Linked DNA regions of Pan troglodytes: region 2 is linked to region 1. The links are chromatin contacts, called in public Hi-C maps. All regions are on one chromosome and are shown on one strand. Each heading gives the region's core, a stretch centred on a gene start, on an enhancer-like site or on the middle of the called end of the contact. The rest is flanking DNA. Distances are from core to core; before and after follow the strand shown. Region 1 holds the start of FOXC1 (forkhead box C1). Region 2 overlaps GMDS (GDP-mannose 4,6-dehydratase).

The links. A called contact is a pair of places that touch in the nucleus more often than the background predicts.
Region 2: a contact with region 1 is called in a Hi-C map of stem cell-derived neural progenitor cells, with 2.6 times the contacts expected there. The contact joins the enhancer-like site here to the promoter of FOXC1 in region 1. A contact is called at or near these places in 2 of 7 Hi-C or Micro-C datasets (blood and stem cell-derived neural progenitor cells).

Annotation. Positions count from the first base shown.
Region 1 is chr5:7,552,420-7,556,885 of NHGRI_mPanTro3-v2.0_pri, forward strand. It overlaps FOXC1 (forkhead box C1), which reads left to right and starts at 1,924. Exons shown (of 1, transcript XM_003311013.6): 1 at 1,924-4,466. The coding sequence starts at 2,451. The coding sequence ends at 4,103. The region is part of intron 9 of GMDS (GDP-mannose 4,6-dehydratase); the gene reads right to left.
Region 2 is chr5:7,628,415-7,632,880 of NHGRI_mPanTro3-v2.0_pri, forward strand. The region is part of intron 9 of GMDS (GDP-mannose 4,6-dehydratase); the gene reads right to left. Among named protein-coding and RNA genes, the nearest start is that of FOXC1, 76 kb to the left of the region's middle. Within about 2 kb of position 1,912, at least 4 of the 24 cell types and tissues checked have an H3K27ac peak or open chromatin away from gene starts, as enhancers often do. A contact at or near this core is called in stem cell-derived neural progenitor cells, where this site is marked.

The DNA.
Region 1 (4,466 bases), core at 674-3,173:
GGGGGCTGAACAGGAATTAAGTGTTCAGGTCGTGGGGCTTCACCACCACCCTCGCCCCTGTCTAGTGTCCTTGGCAACCAGCAAGTACTGAGCCTCCTGTTGGTGCTTCTCCAACCCACCAGTGACTTGGCCCGCAAACCACCTGGAAAAGGAGTCTCCAGAGACCCCGGCGCACAGCAGGCCAGGAGGCAGCTGCCCCGGGATTCAGAGCAACCTCGGGGCAACCCTCCCTCCTCCAAAGGCTAATTCTTTGGAAGAGGCAGGTCCTCTTTCCTTCGATGTCAATGTCCATTATGAAACAGTAATTTTTAAATATTCAGGTGACACGGAGATGCGCCTGCTACACGTCAGCGTCCTTCACATGTAACAGCCGAAGCTGCAATTTGAATTTTCCTGCCAACGTGAGGAAGCCGGGATTCGAACCGGGGAGACAAAAGGGGTCCCGAACATGTCACTGGATTTAATAGATGGTCGGAAATCAGGGGCAGCGGAGCTGTTAAATGCGTCACGCACGCTTCTTGGCAGTCTCCTGAGCTCGCCACTTCCCCCAGCTTCTAGTGAACGACTTGGGATTCAGCCTCCGGGAGGGTCTCTCCTCAAGTCGCTAAAATGCAGAATCGCCGTGCCGGGGGAGGGAGGCCTGGCTCTTTCCCGCTCCTTCGTTTCTTTCCCTCATTTCTCTTCTTCCTGTCCCATTCCAACCACCCAGCGACGGCGAATCTCAGGCGTGTGCACAACGAGCGGGGGCCCTTCTGTGCATATCCCCCCAGAATCCTTGAACCGCCCTCTAGGTGCGATCCTGGACATTCCCCCAGACACACCCGTTATCTCTGCGAGCCGGCAGCCCCGCGCCTGTGGAGATGGAGACTGGCCTGGGGAAGCGTTAAGCTCTTAGACATATTTATTTGCTTCTTGTCATCACACCTGCTAATGTCACCGAGCCCGCAGCCTGACCCCTCATCTGAGCCGAAACGCGCCTGACGGGATCAGAGGGGGCGGCGGCGCGGCGAGCCGGTGGGACCCTCGTGGGCGAGCAGGGGAGCGCGGGGAAGCAGCCGGGCTCCGGCAGCCCTTGCCGCCCGCACCCTCAGGCCGCCAAGGGCCGGCCCCCCGGGGAGGGGGGCGAGAAGCAGGGCGGCCCGCAGCGGGGCAGGCTCATCCTTCGCGGGTGAACGGCCGTCGGAAACTCCCAGCAGGGCCCCGCACCCCTTGCCTTAATTTCGGCTGGGGAGGGGTCATGGAGGGGGGCCAGATGGGCGACGAACCTTCTTCCCCACCGCGAACAGGGCCTGGCTGTGACCGAGCCCTCAAAATCATGTCCTTTGTAGCCGAGTTCAGGACAGGAGAACCTCCAAGTGGAGAAAAGCCGGAGACGTCAGTGACCCGAGTGAGACTGGCGTTGGAGAAGGGAGGGAAGGGGCTGCGGGAGAGGAGAGGCGGCGGGGAGGAGAGGCTGGGGCAACCCCAGCGCTGGCGTCGGCGGGGCTGGCGAAGGAATGAGAGCGAGCCAGCACGAGGCGGGGCGGAGACGCCAGGGCCACTCGGGAGCCGTGGACGAAGGAAGGGTCTGCACGGGGTCCCGGGAGGACCCAGGAAGTCTGCGCGAACAGCGGGCGTGGGTCCGGAGGGCCCGGGGTGGGAGGTCTGCTGGGCGCCGGCGGCAGGCAGGTGGACTGCGGGGGACGAACCGACGGTGGGCCGGGCGCCGGCGCGGGCGCAGGGCCGGGGCCCGGGCCAGGGCGGCCGGCGCGCGTGTGGTCAGCCCCGCGGTCCTCCGGCCTCCGGGAGCGGGCCGGCAGGGCTCGGCCTCCGGCTCATTGAGGCGGTTCTCACCTCCCATTGGCTGCCGCCGCTGGCGGGGCGGGGCTCCGCTGCCCGGAAAAAAGTGTAACTGCGTAAAAAAGTCCTCGCCTGGGTGACGGATGCTCAAAAGTTCAGAAGTTTTCCCAATGCTTCCTTAAGCGGCTGGCGCGCGAGAGACCGAGAAAAGGTGACGCGGGGCCCGGGCAGGCGGCCGGCGCGCGGCCCCCCCCCGCCCTGGTTATTTGGCCGCCTTCGCCGGCAGCTCAGGGCAGAGTCTCCTGGAAGGCGCAGGCAGTGTGGCGAGAAGGGCGCCTGCTTGTTCTTTCTTTTTGTCTGCTTTCCCCCGTTTGCGCCTGGAAGCTGCGCCGCGAGTTCCTGCAAGGCGGTCTGCCGCGGCCGGGCCCGGCCTTCTCCTCTCGCAGCGACCCCGCCTCGCGGCCGCGCGGGCCCCGAGGTAGCCCGAGGCGCCGGAGGAGCCAGCCCCAGCGAGCGCCGGGAGAGGCGGCAGCGCAGCCGGACGCACAGCGCAGCGGGCCGGCACCAGCTCGGCCGGGCCCGGACTCGGACTCGGCGGCCGGCGCGGCGCGGCCCGGCCCGAGCGAGGGTGGGGGGCGGCGGGCGGCGCGGGGCGGCGGCGAGCGGGGGCCATGCAGGCGCGCTACTCCGTGTCCAGCCCCAACTCCCTGGGAGTGGTGCCCTACCTCGGCGGCGAGCAGAGCTACTACCGCGCGGCGGCCGGGGGCGGCTACACCGCCATGCCGGCCCCCATGAGCGTGTACTCGCACCCTGCGCACGCCGAGCAGTACCCGGGCGGCATGGCCCGCGCCTACGGGCCCTACACGCCGCAGCCGCAGCCCAAGGACATGGTGAAGCCGCCTTATAGCTACATCGCGCTCATCACCATGGCCATCCAGAACGCCCCGGACAAGAAGATCACCCTGAACGGCATCTACCAGTTCATCATGGACCGCTTCCCCTTCTACCGGGACAACAAGCAGGGCTGGCAGAACAGCATCCGCCACAACCTCTCGCTCAACGAGTGCTTCGTCAAGGTGCCGCGCGACGACAAGAAGCCGGGCAAGGGCAGCTACTGGACGCTGGACCCGGACTCCTACAACATGTTCGAGAACGGCAGCTTCCTGCGGCGGCGGCGGCGCTTCAAGAAGAAGGACGCGGTGAAGGACAAGGAGGAGAAGGACAGGCTGCACCTCAAGGAGCCGCCCCCGCCCGGCCGCCAGCCTCCGCCCGCGCCGCCGGAGCAGGCCGACGGCAACGCGCCCGGTCCGCAGCCGCCGCCCGTGCGCATCCAGGACATCAAGACCGAGAACGGTACGTGCCCCTCGCCGCCCCAGCCCCTGTCCCCGGCCGCCGCCCTGGGCAGCGGCAGTGCCGCCGCGGTGCCCAAGATCGAGAGCCCCGACAGCAGCAGCAGCAGCCTGTCCAGCGGGAGCAGCCCCCCGGGCAGCCTGCCGTCGGCGCGGCCGCTCAGCCTGGACGGTGCGGATTCCGCGCCGCCGCCGCCCGCGCCCTCCGCCCCGCCGCCGCACCATAGCCAGGGCTTCAGCGTGGACAACATCATGACGTCGCTGCGGGGGTCGCCGCAGAGCGCGGCCGCGGAGCTCAGCTCCGGCCTTCTGGCCTCGGCGGCCGCGTCCTCGCGCGCGGGGATCGCACCCCCGCTGGCGCTCGGCGCCTACTCGCCCGGCCAGAGCTCCCTCTACAGCTCCCCCTGCAGCCAGACCTCCAGCGCGGGCAGCTCGGGCGGCGGCGGCGGCGGCGCGGGGGGCGCGGGGGGCGCGGGCGGCGCCGGGACCTACCACTGCAACCTGCAGGCCATGAGCCTGTACGCGGCCGGCGAGCGCGGGGGCCACTTGCAGGGCGCGCCCGGGGGCGCGGGCGGCTCGGCCGTGGACGACCCCCTGCCCGACTACTCTCTGCCTCCGGTCACCAGCAGCAGCTCGTCGTCCCTGAGTCACGGCGGCGGCGGCGGTGGCGGCGGGGGAGGCCAGGAGGCCGGCCACCACCCTGCGGCCCACCAAGGCCGCCTCACCTCGTGGTACCTGAACCAGGCGGGCGGAGACCTGGGCCACTTGGCGAGCGCGGCGGCGGCGGCGGCGGCCGCAGGCTACCCGGGCCAGCAGCAGAACTTCCACTCGGTGCGGGAGATGTTCGAGTCACAGAGGATCGGCTTGAACAACTCTCCAGTGAACGGGAATAGTAGCTGTCAAATGGCCTTCCCTTCCAGCCAGTCTCTGTACCGCACGTCCGGAGCTTTCGTCTACGACTGTAGCAAGTTTTGACACACCCTCAAAGCCGAACTAAATCGAACCCCAAAGCAGGAAAAGCTAAAGGAACCCATCAAGGCAAAATCGAAACTAAAAAAAAAATCCAATTAAAAAAAAAACCCTGAGAATATTCACCACACCAGCGAACAGAATATCCCTCCAAAAATTCAGCTCACCAGCACCAGCACGAAGAAAACTCTATTTTCTTAACCGATTCAGAGCCACCTCCACTTTGCCTTGTCTAAATAAACAAACCCGTAAACTGTTTTATACAGAGACAGCAAAATCTTGGTTTATTAAAGGACAGTGTTACTCCAGATAACACGTAAGTTTCTTCTTGCTTTTCAGAGACCTGCTTTCCCCTCCTCCCGTCTCCCC
Region 2 (4,466 bases), core at 662-3,161, 76 kb after region 1:
TCAAACGTATGTAACCAGAGCAATAAAAACACATGTCCACACAAACCGGGAATGCAAATGTTCACAGCAGCAACATTCATATCATCCCCAGAGGAAACAACCCAAATGAGCTTCAGGTGAACGGCTGTGCGGCACTGCATCCACACGAACGAAGACTATGAAATGAATGAAAAGGAACGAACAGACACACCGGGGAACATGGTAAATCTCAATGACATTGTGCCAGGTAAAGGAAGGCCAGCACAGAAGACACATACTGAAGGATTCCATTTACACAACATTCTAAACTTACAGTGACCAGAAAAGGGGCGGTGTTGGCGGCAGGACTGACTACAAAGCGGGAGGAGCGAGCTTTTTGCTGGGGCTGGAGATGGTCCTGTCTTGGCTGTGGTGATGGTTACACAACTGTATATGGCCAAAACTCATCAAATGTACACCCTTAGTGGGTGATTTTTATTTTAAATAAATTATACCTCATTAAAGCTGGGGGTTAAATGGAGTCCAGCACCTGGCACCAAGTAAATATACACAGTAAATTATTCATCCTCTTCCTGTTAGTTGCCATTTAGAATTAGAATTATCAACCTGTGCCTGCCACTGAAGCCACAATGATGTCAGGCTTTTCTCCTTCAAATACTGTGACACAAAACTGCTCCCTCCCTCTCCCGACTCTTTTTTTTTTAACTACTTACCCACCTTAAAAAAAAAAAGGTAGACTTAATCAACACTTGTAAAGCACCCTGAGACACTTGAATTAAAAAGTAATAGAGGAGGCTGAGTGCGGTGGCTCATGCCTGTAATCCTAGCACTTTGGGAGGCCGAGGTGGGCAGATCACTTGAGGTCAAGAGTTCGAGATCAGCCTGGTCAACATGGTGAGACCCCCGTCTCTACTATAAACACCAAAAAAATTAGCCCAGTGTGGTGGTACATGCCTGTAATCCAAGCTACTTGGGAGGCTGAGGCCGGAGCCGAGATCGCGCCACTGCACTCCAGCCTGGGTGACAGAGCGAGACTCCATCTCAAAAACAAAAAACAACAAACAAACAAAGTAACAGAGGAGTATCTGGCACTGTTATTGCTCTTCTGTTTTCAATGATGCAAACAGTATAGCTCTTTGTTTGCTAAGTGACTTTAGTAAGGGGTTTTTTTTTATTAAAAAAAAACTGTTCAATCTGAAAATGAAATTCAAAGGCCTGCTGACAATATATTCCTCGTCTCCCTTCATGCCAACAATGACTATGCCAGCGTTTGCAGATTTATGCCCATGGATTCCCAGATTGGGAGACAGGAAATGGGTGTCCATCCTCCCCCACCTGCAGTTCCAAGCTGGCCGCACAGAGCACAGGGAGGTTGGTTGCTCAGAACGTGGCCATAACATTTACCAGGAAAAACGGAGTGAAGAGGAAGGATGGGAAGGAATGGAGGGGCACAGGATGGAGATTTTCCCAATCAAGTTGGGGAAAAGTATGGCTGTTTCACTCAGCATTTCTCGGCTTCACTAATTAAAAATGATTTTAAGAGCTAACAATTGCAAAAATCTTCTTAAGCTTATCAGTGAATTCCTGAATATCCCCTGGTGAAGTCCTCCTTTGGCATAGCCGTGCATGCCCGAATCTTAATTTCTCTCTAGCATTCTGGGTGATCATGCCATAAAGCACAGGCCGTGGAGTCATTTTCTGAGACAAGAAGTCGCTCCACTTTGGGCTTCCTGGCTGGTTCTTTTTGGCCGTGGGTCTGGTTACAGTGGTGGCAGAAGAAGCGAAGTCTGTAGCCCTCATTACAGACCCTTTCCTGGTTGGGGGCATGTGGCTGTGAGAGAGGAGCAGAACTGAAGCCAGTTTCTCCTGCTCTGCACTCTGAAACCCGAGATGACGCGGCCTCTTTCCCGCACAACACTGTAGAGCGTTCAGTTGCTGTTATGACTTGTCTGGTTCCCACAGAGGAAGGAATCCTGCCAAATATTTGTAATCTGCACTTACGTATGCAATCAGGGAAACCACACCCAGAAGCAAGTGCATGGCTGCATAATTAAAATGGTCTTGCTGGAAGACCAGCTGGAAATGGTTGGAGAGGGTGTGGGGGGAAGCTGATGAGTGAGTGTCACTGGGATCTCTGACACTTTGGCCATCATTCTCTGCAAAACATTTTCTCCTTAGACTCTAGCAAGCACGCATCTTTCTCTGTGTCCACTGATTAGTCACAGTATTTGTCTTTGTATAACCATTTAAGAAAATATTTGCATCTATTTAAAGGATCTAAATAGACCCCCCCCCCGCCGGGTTGGCTTGTATTTATGGCATAAGCCATAATGGAATGTACTTATATGCAAACCATCTTTCCCTCTGAGTAAAGCATTTTGGCACATTTTCTATGACAGCACTGAGTCACAGTGCACAGTACATTAACGCAGCAACCTCTGAAATTGAGCTGCCCAGGTTGCAGGGCTGGCAATGCTTTATAAAAGGGTTAAAACCATCCACTCTGAGGTACTGGTAAGATAAAGGACTAAACAAACTAATGTGTTATCCTTGGAGGCAATACAATTTTTTTAAATGAAATTACTGAAATTAGTAAGGATTAAATTTAATTTTTATCGTCAGATTATAGCTACCAGCAGCGCCATCTGTTGAAATATTCCAAAACTTCATTTCCTGCATCCCAAATAATATTTACTTAAAGGAAGATACAAATGTTTAAAATCACAAGTAGGACTGGAACTCCATCCTCAGTTTTAGGCAAAATCACAACTATAATATTTTCCAGGACAAGAGGCGCCACCCCGTTTGTCAGGCCCCAGAGATGTCCTTACCTACATCAGTAACCCCTTCAAGGTTCACGAACCTTCTCACTGACAAAAAAACTCCCATAACAGAAACGAAAGAGCTCCTGTTCAACTCCAGCAACACCCCCAAGGCTTGAACATCAGGAAGGACGTGAACAGCACCTGCTACCTAGACTCTCCCGCACTTCACGGGCTGGTTGGGTTTCAGACCTGGAAGTGGCCCAGGCCTCCAACCTCCAGGGGAGGAGGATGAGGCCAATGTTCTAGGTCAAGGTCTTGCCTAAGATCAGACAGGTGGTAGGTATCAAGGTCAGGAGCTGCATTCAGGCCCCAGGTGTTCTGAATTTCAGCCCAGAACGCTTCCCATTGGATTCCAGGGCCAATACTAACTCCTCCACTCAGCAGGCCATCAGCAAGCTCCTGTGTTCCAGGCACTGTCCTTGACACTAGGGAGAGAGTTGCCAGCACAATGGACAGGGCCCTTAGCCATGCAGCTTCCATTCTAGCGGGAGGAGAGACACAAAGAGGCAGGTGAAGAACGTGAGGGGGGTTCAGAGAAGTCATGGAGGCTTCTCTGATGCAGAGACTGAAAGAGTGTGGGGAGCAGCCCTGCCCTCTAACTTTCTGGGGGAGGAGCAGGTGTCAGTGCCCCAAGGTGAAGCTGAAGGGTCAGTGTGGTTGGAGAGAGGGCATGGGGGTAAGAGGGCAGGAGCTAAGTGGGGTGAGGTTGGGGCGGGGCAGGTCATGGAGAACACTGTAAGCTGCGGGAAGGACCTGGAATTCCACTGAGAGAGCTGTAAAGCCACAGGTGGGTTCTGAATGAGAGGTAATGTGGTCTCACTTATGTAAAAAGTGCCACTATCTTCACAATGGGCTGTAGGAGGGCAAGAATGGAGGCCGTGAGGCTGTTAAATCCACAGCAGAGAGGATGGCGGCTTTGTTTAGCGGGGCTTGGGAGGCTGGTGAGACACAGCTGGATTCTGGGTTGATTTCCGAAGGAGAGTGAGTGAACAGTTCGCTGATGGATAAGTTGTGGGGTGTGAGAGAGGGAGGGGAGTCAATGCTGACTCTGATGCTTTGGGGTTTCAGCAAAAAGAATACCAGCATTTGCTGAGCACCTACTAAGTGTCAAGCATATTTTCTCTACTAGTCTCAGAAACTCTCAAGTGTGGGCATTTGCCCCCATTACACAGATGAACGACGGCTCGTGGAAACCCCGCACCTTGCTATGGTCACGCACGTGGAGCGTGCTGTGTGGAATACAAGCTGGTCTACCTCTTTTTCTTCCTCCTACTTGGATCTGCTTCCAGCAATCAAGCAACTCCAGTTCCCTCCACCTTCTAAAGTCTGTGTGTGTTTCTACATTACATCCTCTCCGTGATTCTCCTCTGAAACCTCTCCACGCTCTTCAAAGCATATATTTAGCTATTGAGCCACAAATCCACTGCAGCTCTCATGAGGTCTTTATCTTAAATACCAGCCAAAAAGAAAGAATTTGCCTGGGGACTTAATACTCCCATGTAGAGTTTAATTTATGTTAAACATATTTCTGTAATGGTCTTCATTAGAGGCACCAAGATGGGATACAGTAGCTATTATATAAAGATAGCCAGCTAACACTTCTGAGGTATATGCAGATTTTGGGGGTACTGCCTTTTCCAATTGCCAGCTTCTGTTTGAGGA